2 separate regions of the Zea mays genome follow, and region 2 is linked to region 1. Evidence: chromatin contacts called from public Hi-C data. All regions are on one chromosome and are shown on one strand. Each heading gives the region's core, a stretch centred on a gene start, on an enhancer-like site or on the middle of the called end of the contact. The rest is flanking DNA. Distances are from core to core; before and after follow the strand shown.

Evidence for each region. A called contact is a pair of places that touch in the nucleus more often than the background predicts.
Region 2: a contact with region 1 is called in a Hi-C map of endosperm, with 2.4 times the contacts expected there. The contact joins the promoter of LOC100285176 here to the promoter of LOC107305671 in region 1. A contact is called at or near these places in 5 of 25 Hi-C or Micro-C datasets (endosperm, leaf, seedling and 2 more).

Annotation. Positions count from the first base shown.
Region 1 is chr5:176,842,021-176,847,178 of Zm-B73-REFERENCE-NAM-5.0, forward strand. LOC107305671 (proline-rich family protein) reads right to left here and starts at 2,504. Exons shown (of 3, transcript NM_001320761.1): 1 at 2,186-2,504; 2 at 1,886-2,020; 3 at 1,284-1,750. The coding sequence starts at 2,410. The coding sequence ends at 1,415.
Region 2 is chr5:177,117,541-177,122,849 of Zm-B73-REFERENCE-NAM-5.0, forward strand. LOC100285176 reads left to right here and starts at 2,609. Exons shown (of 10, transcript NM_001158070.2): 1 at 2,609-2,754; 2 at 3,489-3,652. The coding sequence starts at 3,518. It overlaps LOC100277072, which reads right to left and starts at 2,480. Exons shown (of 5, transcript NM_001150739.2): 1 at 2,197-2,480; 2 at 1,245-1,314; 3 at 920-1,113; 4 at 655-827; 5 at 1-197. The coding sequence starts at 2,430. The coding sequence ends at 128.

The DNA.
Region 1 (5,158 bases), core at 1,254-3,753:
TTATAATAATGTAAATTAATTTTGGATAGCTTGAGTAATACAACCTGATACTAAATTACTCGAAATGTCTCGATATTAAATATAAATCTATTATTTGGAACAAATTAATATAAATATGTATGCTGATTTAATAATATGTGTGAGACTTGTGAGTAGTATAGTGCGACTATAAAAGCAGACTAACAACTTGCTGAAAAACCATATTATTTTATTACATGTAACGTTTACTTCAATTTTATGTTTCTTTGTTGTATAATACTACAATCCGGTAATCGATGAACCTGGGTTCGAATTTTTAGGTACCCAAATTTTCGGGTTAAAGTTTTAGACGGATATACATTGATCCTGATTCTCATTACATGAATTTCTAATTATCTCAATTCTCCGGTCCGAAAAAATCGAGTAAAGTTGTTCTAGAACGAATGGGCAGGTCGGTGATGAACCGGAAATGGTGATTGGTGAGTGATGTGTCTTAGCCCCGTTTAGATCCTCGCGTTTAATTGTTTGCCAGTAGCTAATAATTAGCCGATAAATAATTAACTAGCAATAATTAGTCAGAGTATGTTTGGAATCTTGACTAATAGATATCTTTTCTATTTACATGATCTATTAGCAAGGTCATGACTAATGGACAAATAGTTTGTCAGTCCTCTTGCTAACAATTAATTAATTTATTAGCCAGTTTAGATACCAAGGTGCTATAACTTGCTAACAATTAATCAATTTATTAGCCAGTTTAGATACCAAGGTGCTAGAATTAGCCGATAAATTATTTGCCACTCGGATCTAAACATCGCCTTACTCCCTTCCTCCCGAAAAGATTATAAATAGGGATATATGTCGGTCAAACTCCAGATTTAAAATAAATAGTAATAACATTTCTATTTCTAACTAGATTTAATATAGAAAGTATATTTTATAACTAATTTAATGACAATTACTTTGTTTTGTAAATATTTATTATTTTATTTTATAACATTGGTTGGTTATTTTTTTTCTCTTGTTTGCAGCATGCTTGTCTCGCATCACGCCATGAAGGAGAGAGATATTGACTAGGGTCTTTATTAAGTTACTGTTTAATTCTGGAGTACGGTGAACGTAACCACTTCGCTCCAATTTTTGTCGTTGTTTGAATTCGTTTCATGTAGTACGAGTGAGCCCCAAAAAAATAAAAATTATGTTCAAATACTACGCGTGAAAATGGTATGTTCACCTTGTTACAACTGAATGGTTTGTGGGAGTGCCGTGATGTCTGAATTCAAATAAGCATACAGAATGCGCGAGCTGAATGCATGTGTATATACAAACTTTAATACAATTCCGAAATGCTTGTATCATGGATTCATATCTTCCATCATCATGCGCTACTGGCTCATCCGTAGTATAAAGCTGCATGCCACAAAACCGAATCAGCTCACGACGACAGCTGCGGTGCCGGTACCTCCGGAGCCTCGACGGTGGCGGCGGCGCCGTCTTGTGCCTCGTCGGGGGCGGGGGCCTCGAGGGTCTGCGCCGGCGCAGCCACCGCCGGCTGGAACTTGGTGACGTAATAGCTGAGCGGCGGGCCGCTGTAGGCGGCTTCCGGCACCTGCGGCACCTGGCTCTTGTTCACCTGGATGAGGATGGACGAGGCCGCGGCTACGGTGATGAGGACGAGCCCCGCGGCGATGGCGGCCGTGTTCTCGGCGCCCTCCGCCGACGTACCCGCCGTGCCGGAGCTGATGGCACTCTCGGCCACGTACACCATCGGCTGTGCAAATCAGTTGGCATGGCAGGAGGTGATGTATCGTATAATAAAGCTATCTTGTATCCAGGAACAGAAAGATTGAGGTTACACCACAGTGAGTGAAGTGGCCGCAGAATTAGATTTGTATCGAAGGGTTACCTCGACGGAGTAGATGTTGGTCTGGCCGGCGGTGTCCTTCTCCACTAAGCCGGTCCACCCTTTCTTCTTGGGAGGGAAAGTGCCGACGACCTGGGTCCTCTCCTCGGCCAGCCACTCGGCGCTCAGGCTCCCGACCTGCATGCATGCGCACCACAGAAATGGCAATGGCATCTCGTTCTCGTTGCTGCTTCAATTCCGCTCTCTGCTGTGCCGGCGTAAGCATCTATCTACTACTGCTGCCGCAACGAGGCACGCAGAGTTCCAAGACAGCTGGCGAAGGGAAGAGGAGGAGAGCGGTACCTCCTTCTCCGGGGCGCACTCCTCCTCGTTGCAGTCGGGGTCTTCCTGCGCCGGCGCCGGCGAGGAAGGGGACGGAGAAGAGGAAGCGTTGCAGGTGAGCAGGAACGGCCTGCTGCTGCGGCCACCGCCGATGATGCCCCCTCGCACTTGGGATGCCGCCTGAGGCTTGCTCCTCAGGAAGATGCAGCCGCTGGCGGAGAGCATGGACTGCGCAGGGCAAGCCATCTCTACTTGCTCCTCCTTCCTTTCCTCCTCTTGGCAGACCAGCAGACGCGCTCACACACGATGGGACGGGAAACAAAGAACAGGAGGAGGACTGGAATCATCCACACACCAGACCCTCTCTTTTGTGTGCGTATAAGCCGTTAGCCGTGAGCAGAAAGAAATATCTTTCCGGTGCTTGGGTCTGTGGTCGCCAGCACGTACACGTTGCCGCGCAGGCTGCCGACCGAAGAGAACGGCGGACGGCGGAGGGCCTTGGGCGTGGGCGTGGCCCGTCCAGCAAACCAAGCGGCGACCTTTCGGGCCTTGGCATTGCCTGAAAATCGTAGCAGAACTGAAACTCTCCGAGCAGTCATCGTCGGCAGCTGCTTTACTCAACGAAAGAGCACGGTAACAGCAACATTGGCCCGCGGCCCACGCCCACCCTTGAAAATCGAAGTGTCTTGCCTCATCACGTTTACATCGTTACATGTAAAGAGTGGTGACTGTTCTAAAAAGGTAAAGAAGCCTGGCACAGCTCAGTTCAGTAGCAAAGGCTTTTCATTTGTGAACCAGTGTTAAACACATGGAACGCAAAGGTGGAAAAAGAGTGGCACAGTTCACTTCAGTAGCAAAAGCTTTTCATTTGTGAACCAGTGTTCATTTCAGTAGCAAAGGGAAGAAAACTAGGTTCTAGTACAGTTTTCATTAGCTAATGCGACGAGTATGGCGAACCACTGTGACGACCTAACCAAGTATACGAAAGGATGAAATGGGACGGTCACAGTTACTCCAGTGGTTAAATGGGAGTCACGTAGGGACGAGGTAAACACCAGAGTAGTTTTTTTGTAGCGGCGTGATCCCAAAAAATTAAAAAATTGAGAGGACGGTGTCGCCCCCGTCCCATCCCACTTTAACCTCAAACCAAACACATCTACTGCAAACCCTGTCACCCAGTGGCTCAAGTTATCCTCCCACCGCTGGCAGACCACCACCACCGCTGGCAGACCGCCACCTCAGTTATCCTTCCACTTGTTGACGTACTTGAGGAATGCCATGTCCTTTGGCTGAGCCCGGACACGTGTGGAACGCCGCAGTACACCCTCTTCAAGTAACATCCTGTTTGCGATATCTTTTGATCGTTTCTCTAGGGCATTACTGTAGCATGCAACAGGAGAAGAATTAGTCATTCAATGGAACTTTTTTTAAAAAAAAATTGCTAACGCTACGACATTCACTAAGACTTTGGGCATGTAAGCATGAACATTGCTGTTGTGAAATGAGTCTGGAAGGTTAGCATCAAGCCGTGTATGAAACAATACAGCTGCAGAATCAGCAGTGGCGAAAATTTGACCAGAAAATAAAACTGAACAAATAACAGTACAAGGTTGGATTCTTCAGGTATCAAGAGAAAATTAAGAGCTTTCTGAACTGAAGAACTAATAAGGGTGTTTGGTTTGAACAAAGAGTTAGCTCATTGCCTACTCATTAGTCTTTTTTTGTTGATTTGTGAAATGAAATTGATTGATGCATCATCATTCATCACAACCTAACAATTACAGTACCAGTACGAGAAATGGAGTCATTCCACCGAACTTGAGGAATTTAATTATATGATGTGCCACCTCATCTAGGATTGAGTGAATTTAATTATATGATGCACCACCTCATCTAGGATTGAGTGATTCCTCAAAGCAAACAAATACACTGATTACCAAGATATCATAGGTCACGAAAGCCTTCTCTAATGAACCACGATATGGGTTGCAAAGGCAAAACCAATTGTTATGTACGGCCAGGCCTATACTAGGCACAACAGGGCCTCATGATAGGGCCCAAGGCCCATAGTTCATACTTATCTAGATAGCTTAGTTCATACTTATCTAGATAGCTAGCTTTCTTATAGATACTTGTAAGACACCTTGGGATTTCTTCAACGATATTCTGATTTATACAGCACATCGTGGGTGGAGCACCTCCAGCATGTGAGCATCGTCCTCGAGTCACTGCGAGCGCACCACCTTCATCTGAAGCGCTCCAAGTGCTCCTTCGGCGCCACGTCGGTGGCCTACCTTGGCCATGTCATCTCGGAGGGCGGGGTCACCATGGACGCGAACAAGGTCGCGACGGTGGCCTCCTGGCCGCTCCCGCGGTCTGCACGAGGACTTCGGGGCTTCTTGGTGCTGGCGGGGTACTACCGCAAGTTCATCAAAGACTTCGGCCTCATCGCAGCCCCGCTGACGCGTCTCTTGCGACGGGACGCGTTCGCCTAGGACGACGACGCGCAAGCAGCCTTCAACGCCCTCAAGCACACCTTGACGACAGGGCCGGTGCTCCAGGTGCCGGACTTCTCCAAGCTCTTCGGCGTCGACTGTGACGCGTCAGGTGCAGGGTTTGATGTCGTCCTTCATCAGGGCACGGTACCCCTCACCTACTTCAGCAAGTCGTTTGCAGCCCGCCATCCAAGCTGGCAGCCTATGAGAGGGAGCTCATCGGCCTCGTGCGGGCCGTCCGTCACTGGCGCCCGTACTTGTGCGGGCGTCATTTTTCTGTTCGCATTGGCCATTACAGCCTGAAATTCCTGCTTGATCAGCGCATGTCTACAGTTCCTCAATATTAGTGGATCAGCAAGCTTTTCGGCTTCAACTTCTCGGTGGAGTACAGGCCGGGGCGCCTAAACATCGTAGCGGATGCCCTGTCCTGCCCCGACACTGAGGCCGCCGTGGAGGATGTGGCCATTCCGGCCCGGTCCATCTCCGGTCCTACGTTCAC
Region 2 (5,309 bases), core at 1,359-3,858, 280 kb after region 1:
ATCAGAGTGCAGACACGCATTATCACTACTATTTTACATCACCATAATCTCGCAAAAATCTACACATCAGGCTACAAGAGATGAAGAGAACCCATCAGCAATCAGTTGAGCACAGAATTTCACGACTTCATACAGTCAAGGAAGCACCGTTATCGTCCAGTGAAAGGCTTAGTATCATTGTAGCTGCCTTGGGTGCCCTGAAAAAAAAAACAGCAACATCCACCCATTAATCAGGTAACTGATCATAGCGCCAAATGTTCATCGTATTCGATGTCTAAACAACATAATACTGATTGTTTGCCACACAAAGCTAATGCTTTGCCATAGCAAAGTATGTCACAACCCTATGCATTATATGCCCATTAATTAGTAAACGCCTAATGCTTATAGCAATGAAATCATCCTGGTCAGAACTATCTTGGGAGGATGATTCAGTAAGGTGATTTATGTGTTAATTGACCATGCTAAAGTGTTAGCATCAGTTATGTAATCATAGTGTCCCATCCCTGAGTGTCCGTCGGTTTAGATTTTATTTCCAGCTGAGTCAATGAACAGTTAATAGCGCCATAGCTGGATGCTGTGTTTATAATCTATATGTGCAGTAAAACAACATAAGGTAAATAGGTCAAACAAACACAAGGCAATGAAGTTTACCATGTTTCAGTTGTTTGATATAATGCGGCAGAGCTTCCAAAGCATGAATTAAGCATGTCAGTATTCACAACACCAGGGCTAAGAGCAATGGCTGCCAATCCAGGAGGTAGCTCTTTAGCTAACGAGCGTGTCAAGCCCTCAATCGCCCACTTCGAAGCACAATATGGAGCAACCTGAAATGACAATGTGCAATTTAGTATGCATTGAGGATTTTGATTCATCAGAAAGAAACAACTATAATGCATTTGATGGTTTTCTGTATGACCTCTGCAGCAGCAGATCTTCCCCAACCAGAGGATAGATTGATTATAATCCCATGTCTCTTCTCTATCATAAGTGGTACAAAATGGCGAAGCACATTTGCTGTTCCCTTGATATTTGTATCGACCACCATATCAAAATCTTCCGCTGGAACATTCCATGTCTTGTTATTCTTGTTTATCGTACCAGCGTTGTTTACTGCCAGAATACCTCAACGGTTAGAATCCAGGAAATCTTCTTTTCTCATATACTCAGAATGAGCATACAAATATGTGATTCCATAATAAACTTCATGGCTCAACTGCATGCAGACACAAAGCATAACCAACCTATAATATCTGGAACTTGCTTCTTTTCTACAACAGTCTTTGCCAGCTCGGCCACACTGCTGTCAGACCTCTGCAGCAGAAGCATAAAACAATGCTTGAGAAAATGTTTTCACATAGCAAACAATTTAAAAAAACAACAGTCAGATTATTTAAACATGTCACTGATAAAATGTAATTCTATTATCATCTCACTATTGTCCAACACTTAGCAACAACCTTATGTCATCAATGTACTATCTTTATGCATCTATGGTCAAATTTTAAAAACGTTTGGTGGGAACTCTAGACTACAATACCCCTCTCCACATCCCTAGTAAGGCCTACTTTGGGTACCCTAGTATTGAGCTCAATCCACATGTATTGAGGTGGATTGGGGTGGAACTTAAACTAATTTACACCCCAATCCACCTCAACACACGTGGATTAGGGTCAATACTAGAGTACTCAAACAAAGCCTAAGGTGGAAACCAGTTCTTCAATGTGGAGAATGCTCCAGCAACTCATGCATAAACTGTAGTCGGAGACGATAATTAACCCCCAATGGCTACTGTATGCATAACACTGCAAAAATGTAAGCATAAAGATTTCCTTGAACATCAAGTATTATCATACACAGTTACCAGCATTAACTTATGAGTTCAAGACGCATGGACACTCAGGTGATCAAGCTACCAGTCAAACAACAAAGTCTACCAATCTGTAAAATACCCATCCAAGGTTCTGAGCATAGGATGCATATACAGCAGCACTAACCTACAGCCTAGTGGGAGTAATTGAGATTTCGTTCATCAATACACTAGCAGTGGGCTTTGAAAGCATAAAGTTCAACCAAGTGCAGCGGTTGGGAAACCCAAACGAAAGTGAGCACTGAAAATGGAAATAACTAGAAAAGCAGCGCAGCAACTGCGAAGCAAAATTCCTATTAGTACTTGAACGAGCACCGGAACCTTACAACGTCGGCGACGGTGAAGAAGTGGCGCGATGGCGACGTGATCTCTTCCTCAAGGGAGCGGAGGTGCTCGGCGGAGCGGCCGCAGCCGACCACCGAGTGCCCGCGACGCGCGAGCTCGAGCGCCAGGGCCCGGCCCAGCCCCCTGCTGACCCCCGTGATGAGCACCGTCCTGGGCCCCGCCGCCGCCGCCCTCGCCGCGGCCGCCGCTCCCCCGCCAGGCTTGGGCGCCGTCATCCTCTCCACTCCTCTCGCTCGCTGCGCCGCACGATGATTCCAGTGCGTGTGGCTGCAGGCAGAGAGGGCAGCTCGTTGTTCTCAATGTTTCTTGTGAAATCGGCCCATGGAGTAAAGCCTTGATTAAAAGGGAAGATGGGCCCATAGTAAAGCCTGAGAGGAGGGTCCCGGCCCATCGACCTCACGGTCTCGACTCTCCTCGCAGGGACACGCACACGTACCCACCCACCTGTGCACACAGCGCCGTCTTCTGGAGCAGCGTCCGAAAGTGTGTGGAGAACCTGCCCGATCCCTCCCGCCGCCTCCGACCTCACCGTCGGCGGGGTAAGTAACCCTATCTCTAGCGCTAACCCCATCCTTGGTTGGCTAGTCCATAATTTGTGATCCCTCGGCTCGTTAGCCCTCCCGGATACGGTGGAGAACTATGTCCTTTCTTACTCGATCGTTAGGCTTGTTGTACTCGTAGTCCTCGGATTGGCCTGTGATGCGTTGCTGTCTCTTATCACTTGTTGGGTTCTTGTGCTCGAAAAACATGTTACTATCAGAGAGAAAGTAGGGTTGTTCCCCCCTGTAAGGGCTTAGCAATTTTGCTCCTAATTTATGCGCGGCCTGATTGAAAGGAATCCTTTTCATTTTTAACGAGCTGGACATTCTTGTCTAAAAGGAGGATATGGAACGATCGGGTTCGTGAAGTAATTCGTGTAATTACAATTGGACGAATTGTGTCATGTAGGCGCTAACTACTAAGTATTCTGTAGTTTGGGGCTTTAGCAGATTTATTGATAGAAATCAATAATTAGGTTCCCTCACAGCTTTTCTTTTAAAAATCAATAATTAGGTTGAGTGTGATAATAGGAGCCTGCAATGGCATTTTTCTCATCTCACCTTTGACATTTTGTTAATCTCACCTTCGACATTTTGCTGATCTCCTAAAGATGAATTTCATGCTGGCTGATTGTTTCATCATTTATATTTTGTTTCTCAGTTTTCAATTGCAGTTCTGTACCTCATGGTCTTCCTTGTGATTGAGTTGTCATAATTAACTCATTTATATGCAGCTCAGCTTGTTCCTGGGGTCTGATCAGCCATGTTCAAGAAACCTGTTGATGTGAAAACCATACAGCGCTTGTCTGGGGCAGACAAAAAGAAGCTAAGAAGAACTGCCAAGGGAAGGTTTCCACAGGCTTCTGATGCTGACCTTGATGCCATCCTTCCTCCCAAGGTGGTGACTTCATTTGTTTTCCCCATTTACCCTTTTCTTTTATTTACATCATCTGTGTCTGATGGAAAAATAAGTAATTTACATGTTAACTGAGTTCCATGTCCAGCCTTCCTTAACTAACAAGGACTAAAGAATTTGTTGTTGATGTTAGTGTAATATGGGACAATAACATGTAAAGTTACGCTAATGGAATTACATGCTTTTGATCCCTTGCTCACCCTCACCTCGTCTAACAGAGTAAGAAGTTAGTGGACGGTGTTTGGTTCTTTCACGTTGTCACCAGCTACCTTCTTATTTATGAAAACGAGGAATTTTCTTGCTCGCTCTAAAGAGCTGATTTGAGTCACCACCTTCCTCAGCAAGGCGAGGGCGAGTGGCAGGGGAAAGGCAATCAAGCTACCCCTACAGATCATCATTATATGACTCCCTCAGTTCCTTTTTGTTAGCCTTTTTAGCTTAAGCGCACATATTGAGGAGATTCAAATTTAAGGGGTTGGCAAACAAGAAAAGGCTGCATTAGCCCTAATCTTCCACCGCTCTGTCACTTTGTGCATTCATGGAGAAAATAAACCAGTTTTATGCTATCCATTTATTGGCTGAAGCCTTTTGAATTCCCCATCCTCTTTCTCATGGTGGGTATAGGAAGTGGAGATACAAGCTGTTGGTGACGAGGCAATGAATTGGCAGGCATGCATCATTACACGGGCACTAAAGAAGCAAGGGTAAAATAGGAAGAAAGTGGTTAAAGATTCCCTTGAAACCATACATGCCTATAAAATGAAGAAAAAACTTTCTAATCATAATACGCCTTACATAAAGAAATAAAGGAGTACATGTTAGTGTTTTGGTTGTCACCATCAGCTTGGCACATACATTGTGCAATAGAACTCTTGGCTTAGTGAAGGAATAGTAGCCTACTTGTTCATGTGTGCTTGTGAAATTTCGACCCGTAACATTTATTTTTTTCTTTATCATATTCCTTCTTATTCCTATATTTATCAGTTGTACTGTGAAAGGAAGGACAGGCTTGGTGCAGTGGCGAGAATTGTCTCACCAGATCGCGGGTTCGAAGCAGCCTCTCCGCATTTGCAGGAGAAGGCTTGCCTCGATAAGGTTTTAAAGTCGGCTAGTCGACTCTAGTCGCCTGACCACCGATAAGGTGACTAATCGCGATTAGTCGAGCCTAGTCGACTCCTAGTCGGGGTTGAACATAGGAGGGCAGGCGCGCGCTGGAGGGGGGCCTCTGCAGACTGCAGCTGCCACTCAATGGAGGGGGCGCAGCTGACGCTCGAGCAGAGGGCCGCCAGAGCATAGCAGGGCGGTGGTGATGGAGAAGGGGCGGCGACGCTGGAGAAGGGCGCATACGCGAGCGCGACTATGCGATGCGTAATGGGTGTACCGTATTGGTACAAGTAGGGAAAAACATTGTTTATGCTATACAGATGGTGGGTCAGCCCATGTAACAGAGACCAGATTAGTGGCCCAAAACAGGCATAACTAGTCGACCATTATACCTAGTCAGACGACTAATCGTGATTAGTCGGCGACTAGGACGACTAATCGCTTCCTAATCGCTCTACTCGAGTCGGAGACCCTAATCGAGCTCCCTCTAGCGATAAGGCCGACTAATCGTGACTAATTGTGATTAGTCGGACTA